Linked DNA regions of Sus scrofa: region 1 is linked to region 2. A link is a contact called in public Hi-C data. All regions are on one chromosome and are shown on one strand. The core of a region is the stretch at or near the end of the contact, and the rest is flanking DNA. Distances in the headings are between cores, read along the strand shown.

The links. A called contact is a pair of places that touch in the nucleus more often than the background predicts.
Region 1: a Hi-C map of skeletal muscle shows a contact between it and region 2, with 2.7 times the contacts expected there. The contact joins two enhancer-like sites. A contact is called at or near these places in 1 of 47 Hi-C or Micro-C datasets (skeletal muscle) and 1 of 2 datasets of contacts at active chromatin or transcription factors (skeletal muscle).

The regions. Positions count from the first base shown.
Region 1 is chr9:137,021,906-137,028,178 of Sscrofa11.1, forward strand. All of the region lies in intron 1 of COBL (protein cordon-bleu), which reads right to left. Among named protein-coding and RNA genes, the nearest start is that of COBL, 30 kb to the right of the region's middle. Within about 2 kb of position 1,871, at least 9 of the 83 cell types and tissues checked have an H3K27ac peak or open chromatin away from gene starts, as enhancers often do. A contact at or near this core is called in skeletal muscle, where this site is marked.
Region 2 is chr9:136,636,410-136,642,616 of Sscrofa11.1, forward strand. It overlaps GRB10 (growth factor receptor bound protein 10), which reads right to left. Exons shown (of 19, transcript NM_001134965.1): 7 at 4,205-4,346. Among named protein-coding and RNA genes, the nearest start is that of DDC, 68 kb to the left of the region's middle. Within about 2 kb of position 2,737, at least 19 of the 83 cell types and tissues checked have an H3K27ac peak or open chromatin away from gene starts, as enhancers often do. A contact at or near this core is called in skeletal muscle, where this site is marked.

The DNA of each region.
Region 1 (6,273 bases), core at 621-3,120, 380 kb after region 2:
CCTGCTGTGCGGTCGGTGGAAGATAATACGAGAGAGGGAAAGGACACGCGTGTGACGGGGTCCCTGTGCTGGGCTGCAGAAGTGACACAACGCCGCAGATCAACGACACTGCCGTTAAGAATGATGCATATTTAAAAAATTATCCAGGGGTTAGAAGTTCCAGCTGTCACCTCACGGTGGAAAATAAAGGCAACAATCTCTCTTTTTTTTTTTTTCTTTTTTTTTCCAGCCAGAGTGTCTGGGGAGCCTGATGACATTCTGGAGCCGCCAGTTCCCCCCTTTCTTTTCCGACCTGCCCTGGGAGGGTTTGGGGGTTCCCCGTGTTAGCAAAGCCGCCCTCATCATCTTATTTAATCTTCATTGGCCCTGAGCTTCCTTCTTTTTCCTGGGAAGCGTCCTCTGGGGTAGATGCGGGAGGCTGCAGAGAGGACCCCTGAACCACAGGAGGGTGGGGGCGCTGTTTCCTGTGGGCTGCTTCAGCCAGCAGGAGAGCCAGCACCCCTCCTATCTGAGAGTGCCTACCCCATCCCCTCCCCCGCAGTGGGCCTCTTGGTCCCTGGTTTTCCGTCCCTGCTGCTCTTTCTCCAGCCCCTCCTGCTCCCTCTTCCGAAGGCTGACCCCTTTCCTCCTTCCTGCCCCATTCCCACCTACCCAATCGAGAACCCAACTCCAGAAGGAGAGGCTATCTTTAATTTTTCAGATGTGTAAGACAGACAACTTCACAAAGAATCCGAGAAACCGTATTTGAAATAACTTGTTAGTTTTTCCCCAATTACAGTCATAGTCACTTTTTTTATTTTAGAAATATAATGATTAAAAAAGCTATTTAAAATTTTTTCTTTCAGATAGTGTCATTTATTTTTACTCTATATGTAATCTTTTACTCCCACATATGTCATCCTTAATTAAGAAAAAATTGTGATCTTGATTTGCCTCAGTGACCTACGTGTGTACAACTGATAACAAATAACAGATGGACAGACAGTCGGTGGCCCGGTGGATGGACAGCTGGACACAGCGAGGACGCCTCGCTCTCGCTCCACTGCGCTTCCCATGCTGTCAAATGCAGGTGACAACAGGGCCCCCCTTCCAGGCTGCTACGAGAACCCACTACCGTGGCATCCTGCGCACACACTGGGCACCGAGCTGACCCAAGGCGTCGGGAAGGAGCGGGGTGGGCGCCCACCTCCCTTCTCTGCAAGCTTTTTGAACATCCCAGAGCTGCCTGTGGGGACCTCGTGAGGGGAGAGAGGGTGGTTGGTCCACACCCCAGAACGGATCCGTTTTGTGTCTTTACCTATCTCTCTGTGCCTACAGGCAGCCAAGGAGACAAGAAGTGCGGCCCCTGGGGACGCCGAAAGGACAATCCTATCTCCGGACCAAAACCATAGTGGCCAACCTGGGTGCCAGCGCCGCAACCCCAGGATGTCAGTACTCGTATCAAGTGATACATAAATTTAGAAGCCGCACATTCACAGAAACTCCCACGCACACGCGCAGCAAACAGGGCGAACCTGATCCCGAGATGAGCTGAATTGAGCACCAGCCCCAGGGAGGGCGCTCCCATTTATGGCCACCGATCCCCTCCTTCGGCCGCACCGGAGACAAGGGCACTATATTTAGACGGATCGTGATTCCGGCTCCAGAGCCAGGAGCGCAGAGCAGCCTCTGCCGGGCGCTCCTCCAAAAGCAAAACGCCGGCAGACACAACAAAATAAAACAGCAGCTACCAGCTGTAGACCCGGGATGGGGGCCCCCCCGCAGGGGACGTGTTTTCCTTGCGGATTTCAACCTGGAGACCACTGGGCCCCCTCTGCCAGGCCTGGCTGCCGCACACGCGCACATCGCCTCTCCCGAGCCTGCGAGCAACCCTACAGCTGTCGTCATTCTCCTGTTACCAGCAGGCCCCACCCTGCCACCAGCTCAGCACCGAGAGCCTAATGATCACAGGACTTGGTTTTTGAAAACCTCGGTGATTTACTGAGAGGCCACACTGCAAATTTCCAGGAAAGGCATTGCATGCATTTTAAATACTAAGCTAAATCGTGAAGTTTCAACGTTTTCTAAAATGATCTACCAAGACGCAGGTCATTCTAATAAGGATCCAGAAAACATGCAGAGGACGCTAGCGGGCAGCCACGCTCTCACTACAAACCACATGCATGAAAGGACTCTATTTCCAGAGGTGCGCTATTTTTTCTTTGACAGTTTTATGTTTTCGAATAAACTGCCTGAAATTTTCAACTGTATTTACTAAGCCCCACAATTATTAGTTTCATATGAGATGCTTTGACACGTCTTTTTAACATAAGGCTTTAGGAATTCACGTCGTGGCACAGAGGTTAACGAATCCGACTAGGCACCATGAGGTTGCGGGTTCGATCCCTGGCCTTGCTCAGTGGGTTAAGAATCTGGCATTGCCGTGAGCTGTGGTGTAGGTCACAGAGGCGGCTCGTATCCTGCATTGCTGTGGCTCTGGCGTAGGGCTGTGGCTGCAGCTCTGATTAGACCCCTAGCCTGGGAACCTCCACATGCCACGGGTGTGGCCCTAGAAAAGGCAAAAAGACAAATAAATAAATAAGTAAAATAAGACTATTTTTTAGAGCAGCTTTTTGTTTTTTGGGTTTTTTTTGTTTGTTTGTTTTTGGCCACCCTGTGGCATGTGGAATGCTTCAGCCAGGGATCAGATCTGAGCCACAGTGGCCACCTAACGCCACATCTGCGGTAACTCTGGATCCTTTTAACTCACTGTGCCCAGCCAGGGATTGAACCTGTGTCCTGGCACTGCAGAGACACTGCTGATCCTGTTGAGCCACAGCAGAAACTCCTGGCGCAGTTTTAGATTTACAGCAAAAATCAGCAGAAGCACAGCAGTTTCTCAAAGAAGCCCCTGTCCTCCCCACCACAGCCTCTGCCACCAGCACCACCTGCAGCACAGTGGTACCTTTGTCGGAACTGATCAACCTGCATTAGCATCATTATCACCCTGAAACGCTGGCCTGCATGAGACTCCACTGTTGGGGTTACAGATTGTAGGGGTTTAGACAAATATACAAGGATGCATCCACTGTGACAGTGTTTTACGGAGCAGTGACACCAATTAGATGACACTTAGTCCCCCATGTCATCCTTCCTCTTCTCCCTAACTCCTTAACCAGGCAGCCACTCGTCTTTTTACTGTCTCTGTAGTTTTGTCTTTTCTAGAAAGTCATATATTAAGAGTCCCAGGAGTTCCCGTGGTGGCTCAGTGGTTAACGAATCCGACTAGGAACCATGAGGTTGTGGGTTCAATCCCTGGCCTCGCTCAGTGGGTTAAGGACCCGGCGTTGCCGTGGGCTGTGGTGTAGTTTGCAGACACGGCTCAGATCCCGAATTGCTGTGGCTCTGGCATAGGCTGGCAGCTACAGCTCTGATTGGACCCCTGGCCTGGGAACGTCCATATGCCACTGGAGTGGCCCAAGAAAAATGGCAAAAAGACCAAAAAAGAGTCCCAGTGTGTGGTCTTTTCAGATGAACGTCTTTCACTTAGTAATGCTTTTAAGGTTCTTCATGTCTTTCTTGGCCTCGTAGCTCACTTCCTTTTGCTGTCGAATAATATTCTGCTGTCTGGATGTACCAGGCACATGGATGTTAGAGGAAAAAGCCAGTGGCTCTGAGGGAATAAGCGCACTACGTCCTGTCCCTGGGACTCAGTGCAGTGATAGAGCCTGGCCAGAGGCACAGAGCAGTGACCTGGGAACTCGGAGAAATAAACAGTAACCGGTGAATTGGGGATAAAGCCTGGAATTATCAGTGCCACCAAACAAGTGCTTGGTTTGCTTTTTTCCAGTCCTGGACTCGATGCAGCTGGAAGTCTGCAGAGGGCAAAGGCAGGGATAGAGTATGGCCAGGAGAAACTCTCTTAGGCCTGCTCCAGGAGCAAGAGCGGGTTCCCCAGTGCTCAGAGAGAGTGAGGAATACTCCTGAATGCTCAGCTCCCACCCCAAGCAGCCCCGTGGAGGCAGAGGTGCTGGCTGGGGCCCAAAGGACCCAGATGCTGTAAGAGAGAGGAGCTGTGGTTCCAAGAGGGTGGGGTAAACCCCACTGCTTTTCCCCTCTCTGTCCTTCTGCTGCTTTGCCCTCAAAGTGGGCAGGCACAGGATGTGCACCTCAGAGCATGGTAAACGGATCCCTGGTTTTCTGGCTGGAGGACCCAGACAGAGAGCCTAGAGAAGCAGACAGCCCTGGGAGACCGTGGGGAAGGAAGAGCTCAGAAAACTCCATGAGGTCTATCACTGTATTGACTCCCAGAAGCATCTCCAAAGTGCACATATGTGGACCTGACTCTTAGTAGCAACCATGTGCTTCGAGTACTGGACTATGAGACAAACGACCTGCCAGGTCCCAGACTTTCCAAACATGGGAAAGAGCTGAAAGCTTTGTAAGCGGAAATGACACAGAAACAGTAACCATGGAAAGCATGGCAGAAATTTTAGGCTGAGCTCAATTGAGTCAATTGCTTGATAAAACAAAGGGAGCAATATTCCCATAAGATTTAAATAAAAGTCAGAATAGCATAACGTAATATTCAAGGGGTCTAGGAAACAATCCAAATTTTCTCATTTCAATTCATAAGGGGAAAAGACAACCACTAGATGCCATACTGAGATGACCCATTGATTGGAATTGTCTGGTGGAGACTTTCGAGCAACTGCTATAAATGCTCTCCAACAAGTAAGAGCTAACACATTTGAAATGAGTGGCAACACAGGAAGTCACAGCAAAGAAACAGAAGCCCCAAAGAAAAACCAAAAGGAAATTTAAGATTTGAAAATACGATCACTGAAATTAAAAATTCATTAGATAGGTTCAAGAGCAGATGCACTGATTTCACATACGTGTCAACATAAACTCTCCAATTTGAATAATCTAAACAGAAATGACAGACAAAAATGAACAGACTCGGGAACCCATCAGACAACACTAAAAGGTTTAATATGCATGTTGACAGAGTTCCAGAAAGAGAGGAGAAGAAACGTGTTGCAGAAAAAAATATGTTAAGAAACAATGACGGAAAACTCTCCATATTGAATGAAAGACATAAGCCTACAGAGCCACGAAGTTCAATAAACTGCATACGAGACAAAAATAAACCCCCACAAGTATGCTATACTCAAACTACCTAAAAATAAAGACAAGGAAAAAATCATGAGGAAAAGCCAGATAAATCCACACTTCTTGTATGAGAATGATATGAATGACTACAGAAACTAAAAGAGCTAGAAGGAAGTGGAAAAGGAGCTTGAAAGTACAGAAAGAAAAGAACTATAAGCCCAGATATTTATATCTAGGGAATATCTTTCTCATATGAAGGTGAAATAAAGACCTTCTCAAATGAAGGCAAAGAGAATTCATAGCCAGCAGAACTGGTCTAAAAAAAATCGCTAAAGTACATTCTTCAGATTGAATGAAAACAATATGAGAAGGAAACTTAGAACATGAGGGGCACTTATCATTTCCCAGAAATGATAATTATCTAGGAAAACATAATAAACTATTCCTCTCTTCTTTAATTCTTTAAAATATAGATAAAACACATAACCATAGAGAATATCCATATTCCACCTGAAATGATAAGGAGACTATGAAATGTTTGTATATTTCGATTCATAGAGAACCTATGAAATTAAACAAAGGATATACTTAAAAACCATAGCAAAAAAATGTAAATAGGACAGTAAAATTTTTCAAATAACTCAAAAGAAGTCAGGAAAGGGAAAATAAGAATACAGAGCAGGCAAGAAAAAAATAACTAAATTGTTAACCTACATTTAAGAATATCAATAAAAACTACAGGTCAGTATTCTTCATTCATATAAATTATTTAATGGAATATAATGGTTTGATATTGTGACTGATATTATGATATTGTGAATGGTCCAAACACTTCAACAAGGAGATGGATTTTCAAATACATACTATTTTTAAGAAACTCACTTTAAATGTAATGAAATAAGTACTTAAAGGAAAATTATGGGAAAAAAATGCCATGCAAGTATTAACTGAAAGAATGCTGGAAGGTCTATATTAATATCAAAGAGAAAATGTCAGACAGATTCAAGAAAATTACCAAGGACAAAAAGGGATATTATATGATAATAAAAGGATTAATTCATCAAGAAGACATAATAATCCTAAACTTCAATGCATCAAACAAAGAAGCTTTGAAATATATGAAACAAATGCTGACAGATTTCATCTGAGAAATAGACAAATCTACAATTAACTTTTGAG
Region 2 (6,207 bases), core at 1,487-3,986:
CACAGGCGTGGGAAGAGGGTCACCTTGGGGCTCTGGAATGTTCTCAGGCTGCACCCCTCAGTGGGCTCTGAAACACCTCGGTTTGGGCACTACTCCCAGAAGTCTGAGGGATGGGCTTCACCTTTTAAGAACCATCTAGGCCAATTCTGCCTCCCTCCCCAGAGCGGGTTCTGCGGGAAGCCGGCCGTGGACAAAGCGGCTCTGTGATCCTAAGTGTCTGAGAGGCTGAGTCAGCCTAAAACGCAGCTTTTCCTCTGCTTAGGATGCCTCAGAGCCTCCAAAACCCAGTGTGGAACGCAAATTTCCAAGGAGGTGACGAAGCCAAGGGCATTCTGAGGGCTTGGAAAGCGGAAGTCCCTGATTCCTTCCGCCTGAGGGACCCCACAAAGCCTGGCTGCCTGATTCTCCCTGGGGGACCCCACGAAGTCTGGCTCCCCAATATCCCCAGGAGACCCAACAAAGCCTGGCTCCCCAATTTTCCCTAGGGGCCCGCACAGATCCTGGAGGCCAGTGGTGCTGCTTCTGTGGTGGAGCTGCAGGGTCTGGCTGCCCTGTTGCTCCCCTGTCGCTGTATGGCATTTCCAGAGGGGCCACAGAGCCCACCCCCCTTCATATGAAACCCAGTCCCCAGGCTCCGCAGCCGCAGTCCCCAGGCTGGCTCACCCCAGAAGGAGCAGCACTTTCCCACCAAGCCCCAGGGCCTCTTCTGAGAGGCTGCTCCCTCAGAAGAGCTCCTGCTTAAGTGGAAAAAAGCTTCCTGACTCCCGCCCTCTGCGGGACCAAGGCGCTTAATCAGAAACGTGTGCTGCGCTCACGCTGCCTCTCACACAAAAGCATCCTTCCCAGCAGCGAACGGAGGACCCACAGGCTCTGGACTCATCCAGGCCAAGTCCTGCCTCCGCTTCCAGCCCAAGTACTGCAGCTTCTGGGCATGGTGTGGCCCCACGTGGGAACCGTCTGCTCTCTGCCGTGTGGACACGAGCAGTGACCACCTTGAGACAGGTGCTAAAGCACCCGGCCCTTCCCGATAGGACCCGGACCTGCACGTGACCACAGTACCACGTGACACATGGAAAGCCTCTCCCTGGGCCAGGCAATGCATCCTTCTGCTCCGGTGACCCTCTTAAGACAGAAGTTACCCTTACTTCTCACGGTTCTGGAGCCCGGGGTCGGGGTCAAAGGGCGCAGGTGGGGCTCTGGTGAGGACACTGAGGCCTGTCTGCTGCTGTGCTCTCACCCTGTCCTCACTGGTGCTCCCCTTCTACTGCCACCCCAGGACCCCTCCCTAGGCCCGAACCTAAGGCCATGGCAGCAGGGCTGGGCTCTAACACAGGCACCCCAGGAACGCAGACGTGCAGCCCACGCGGCACCCCGACCGCCAGGATGCCCTCAGCTCGGGCCAGCCCAGGACGCCTCTCCCACAGCCCATGGCCAGGATGCGACCGCAGAGTGGACACAGCCCCAGGTGGGGGCAGCGTGGGAGAACTTCCAGGCTTCGCCTGGTGCCTCGTGCGGAGAACGCCGGTGGCTCCGGGGACATCCAGTCCTTCCAGGCAGGCGATGCCTCCTCAACTCCCCCCCGTTGCTGTTCTGCCTTCCTCAGAGATGGCGGCTGCTGTCACTGTCACAGGAGGGTCCTTGTGGGCGGGGCCCACACTGCAGCCAACCAGCTCGCTTCAGGGTCTGGCAGAGGGCCTGGCACACAGTAGGCTGCAAAGGGCCCAGCCTGCAGGCCTATAGGGCAGTCGGGCTGGAGCTGTGGCAGAGCCGGCTGCAGCAGTGAACCCGAGCCTCGGCTGTCTGGGGCTGGCCTGCCAGGGGGGCTTCGGGTCCTGCCTGCAGCCACGGGGCTGTCCTGCCACGCAGTGTTACCCGGGGAGTGGGACAGTACTGTCACACGTCACATCGCATCACAGTGGCTGCTTTCCAGGCAGGCCTGCGATCCACACCTGCCCACACCCGCCTCACTGAGCAGCCACCCATGGTTGCAGAGCAAGAACCAGGGCGCGGGGGAGGAGGCCCTGCCCTGTCCGAGATGGATCTAGAAGGCGCTGGCGAGAAGGCGGGGCTGCCTGACCCCCTCGCTCCTCCCGCCCCTCTGACCAGAGACCAGACAGAGGTCCCACGGCTCCCGGCTCCTCCCAGACGCTAACACTTTCCTCCTGCCCAGGGGACCTCCAGGGAAGGAGGCGGCATTGGGTGGCCCCAGGCGTCCCGCGAGTTGCGTCCCTTTTTATGCCACCTCAGCACTGGGAGGGGACGCCAACCCCAGCTGCTTCCTCTGACTTTGCAGCAAGAGGAAGAAGGGCAGCTTTCTCCCTCCCTCGGGGAGCAGCAAAGGAGGCCCCGCTCCCGTCACGGTCCGCCCCGGAGGCTGAGCAGCAGCTCCGGGCAGCCGGGCATCACCGCCCCCAGAACACATGCTTCAGGGTATCCCTCTTCTGCGGGACAGAAACGCCCTTCGAGCCAGCTCAGCGCCACGCAGAAGCCCAGGTTCCCCACGCCTGCAAAGCACGGGGGCGCCCTTCCTGGCTGCTGGGCCCCGAGGGCTGGAGGAACCTGGACAGAAACACAGGCACCCATGCAGCGTTCTCGTGGGGAACCAACTCTGATCCCAAGAAAAACAGCAGGCAGAATTCCTGGGTTTCCTGATCCTGCTTCCAGACTTGGACGGTCCATGGGGGTGGAGGCCTGTGTTCCTGCCAGCCACTGAGTGAGCCAGATACTATTTCCGTGGTCTTATTTTAGGATGGGAAGGCTGTAAACAAGCTCCGTGCCCAGGCCACAGACAGCGTGTCTAGACCCTCTTACTTGCAACAGAAGGTCAATGGGAAGGCAGCCTTCCCAGATGTACGTCAGGCATGTGACAAGTGCCACCGCCCCAGGCTCCAGACAGAGGCCCCACCTCACCTCCTGGGGGCTGACGGGGGCGGGGGCTGCCAGGGCAGAAGGGGAGCTGCCCTGGGGACTGCCTCCCTCCCCCCAGGGCAGACCCCAGGGCCCCAGGGGGTGGGTTTGCAAAAGAAGGACAAGGCCCATCTGGCCTTGAGGACGCCGAGGGCGGAAAAGTGCAGAGAAGAAGAGGGCGGCTCTCGCAGAAAAGGCAGGGAAGTGGCCGAGGTCCACGGGGCAGAGAGGACAGCAAGTTCCCAGGACATGCCTGGTTTAGTGGCTGGAATCAGAGTGCCCGACCCTCGGGTCAGCCCCACCCCCCAGCTCCATCACATACCTACCCCTCCAGCTCCACCACCCACACCTGCTCCCTCCCCAGCTCCACCACCCACACCCGCCCCCCAGCTCCACTGCTCACACCAGCAAACCCCCCACCACTAGCTCCACCACCCACACTGGGTCAGCCCCCTGCAGCTCCACCACTCACACAGGCTCTAGCCCCCACCCCCAGTTCTACCACGCCCCCTGCAGCTCCACCATTCAAATCACTCCCAAGCTCCATCACCCACTCCGGTTCCCCCAGTAGCTCCACCACTGACCGCCGGGCAGTAGAGACCACAGATGCTGTTGGCATCATCGTTGTTACCATTATCACCCCCCACACACCCTGGCAGAGCATCGCTGGGTCTCCCTCCCAAGCCTGCAGCCCACCCTGCCAACAGGGGATGGCGGGCGGTTTGACCTTGGACACGGTACTGAAACTCAGCCTCCGTTTCCCACCTCGGGGGTGACGGCTGTGTAACAGGCAGCACAGTTTGACTTTAAGGTAGAAACTGCTGGTTTAAAAAGGTGCTGGCATCTTCTGGGTCCAGTCAAGATTATACGGAGCGGATCATACTGAGAGTCAGGAATGTTGCAAAGCGTCCAGCCCGGGTGCCCAGGAGGCCCAGCATTTAAGGGCTCAGTATGCAGACAAAGACGACAGTGGAGACATGTCCCCGGGGAACTGAAATTCATCTTTCAGCACCAAATTACTACTACCACTATCATTCACCATTTTTATGAGACTCTTCTGTAACATCTAAACATCTAACACATCCCAAAGGTTGTCTCTAAAACGTCCCCGACCTAAGTGGAGTTGTGGCCGATGGATTAAAAAGCCTCATGAAGCTACAAGTCTGGCAGCAACGGGAAAAGACCGAGAAGCAGAGATCCCACAACTTCCCTCCCTTCTTCCCAAAGTAAAAAGCCAGCTCACCCGTCTCAGCCCCATGCCCGAGCAGCCTGACGCTCAAACCAGAGGTGGGCTTACCTGCTTGGCAGCGGCCTGGCCTGGCGGTAAGGAGCCGGGCGAGAGCACAGGGGGGCTCCCGGGGCCACAGAGCTCGGGGAAGGGGTTGGGGATGGCAGGCAGCGACGAGGTCCTAAACTGCTGGTCCTCCTCCTGCAGGCGCCTGTGACAGGAGAGACAACCTCGTTACAAGCTGCCGCCGGCTCTAGGCCCAGGACCAGGTCAGAGCTGCTGGCGCCTCCACGTTCATACCGCTGCACTCACGGCCGTCAAACGGGGGAGCAACCTCGGTCCACTGTCGGGGAACGCACGATAGAGGCTGGTGCAAACGTGCAGGGGGCTGTCAGCCTCAGCAGGAAGGGGATTCTGACACAGCTGCCACGCGGATGAGCTCCGAGGACACTGCTAAGTGAACCCAGCCCGTCACCACTTCAACCGAGCACCGAGGACAGGCACATTCAGAGAGGCAGAAATAGAGCAGGGGGGCCAGGGGCTGGGGACACGGAGAATGGGAGCCAGTGTTTAACGGGGATGGGGTGTTGGATCTGCAGGATGAAAGTGTTCTGGATCTAGAAGAAATAGGGGAGATGGCCCCCCTTTTAGTATTTATTTATTTATGGCCGCACCTGCGGCATACGGAAGTTCCCAGGCCAGGGACCGAACCCCTGCCACAGCTATGACCTGCGGCAACACCGGGTCCCTTAACCCATGGCACTGGGCCGGGGATCAAACCTGCACCTCCACAGCAACCTGAGCCGCTGCGGTGGGATTCCTAACTCACCCCACCGCATGCCAGAGAGCTCAGCCATGCTGGTAACACAGCCCGATCTTCCGTAGCAGCTTGTTTGTGGCAGGGCATCCAGGTGACACACAGGGTCTGTGTCACACAGAGCGAGAGGGGAGGAGCTCCCACCTCGCTCACCTCCCAGCCCCCAAGCTACCGCTAACCAGTGACCCGCTGGAGAGTGTTCATTTCATTCCAAATTTCAGCTCAAGAGCCTGACTGTCTGATGCTCTCGTTCACAAAAGCGTCTCCTTTAGGAGGCTGTTTCGAGCCTTTTATATCTTTTTTTTTTTTTTTTTTTGGCTGTGCCCACCGGCGTGCAGAAGTTCCTGGACCAGGGATGGCACCCACACCACAGCAGTGACCAGAGCCACAGTGCCTGCTAGGCCACCAGGGAACTCGAGTGTTTAAAAAAAAAAAAATCCTGTTTTTTTAGGGCAGTGAAATTACTCCCACGATACCATGCGATTGGGTCCCCATCATCATATCCATTTGTCCAAACCAGAGACCACAGAGCATCGCCAGCCAGCCCAGGGTGGTGGGGGGCACGGGCTCCAGGGGACAACGACAGTGATGAGGCTTGTCAGGGACAACAAGGCACCCCTCCCCGACGTGGGATGCTGATAGCAAGGGGGGGCTGTGTTCACAGGGAGGGAATGTGGGGGGGGTGTCCCAGCATCTGCCTCTCCATTTTGCTATGAGCCTAAAATAAAATGATGCTACTGAAGCGGCCAGACACGGAACATACATGCACCATTCCACACACAACAAACACCCAGAACAGACCCTCCACGGGGCTGTGGGGAGGGAGGGAAAGAGGTCTGGGCCCCTCGGGAGATGGAGATGCTCCAGAACCAGGCGGGGATGGGGGACAGGGGGCGCCCCCGGGGGTGCATCCCCCCCACCGCCCCCCGCACAGTGCTGGGCATGTACTAAACGCCACTACCCACACAGTCTAAAGTGATTCAGTTCAAGTTGGGTGAATTTTACTGCAATAAATTACATTCAAATATTGGGGAAGAAAGTCCCATGTTGACTCAGAGCAGTTCACAAGCATCACCCAGAGCAAAACTAAGGGACATTAGACGGGGCTGAGGAGAGTCCTGCTCAAGAGGCCTGTGGCCCAGGTCCGCCCTTGCACCACTAGCCGGCGACCCGGGCAGGGCTGGGATGCGGCCTGGAGCAGGACCGGGAGGCAGGCTGGGCCGCGCTCCTGAGCTCTCTTCAGCTGTGGGACCAT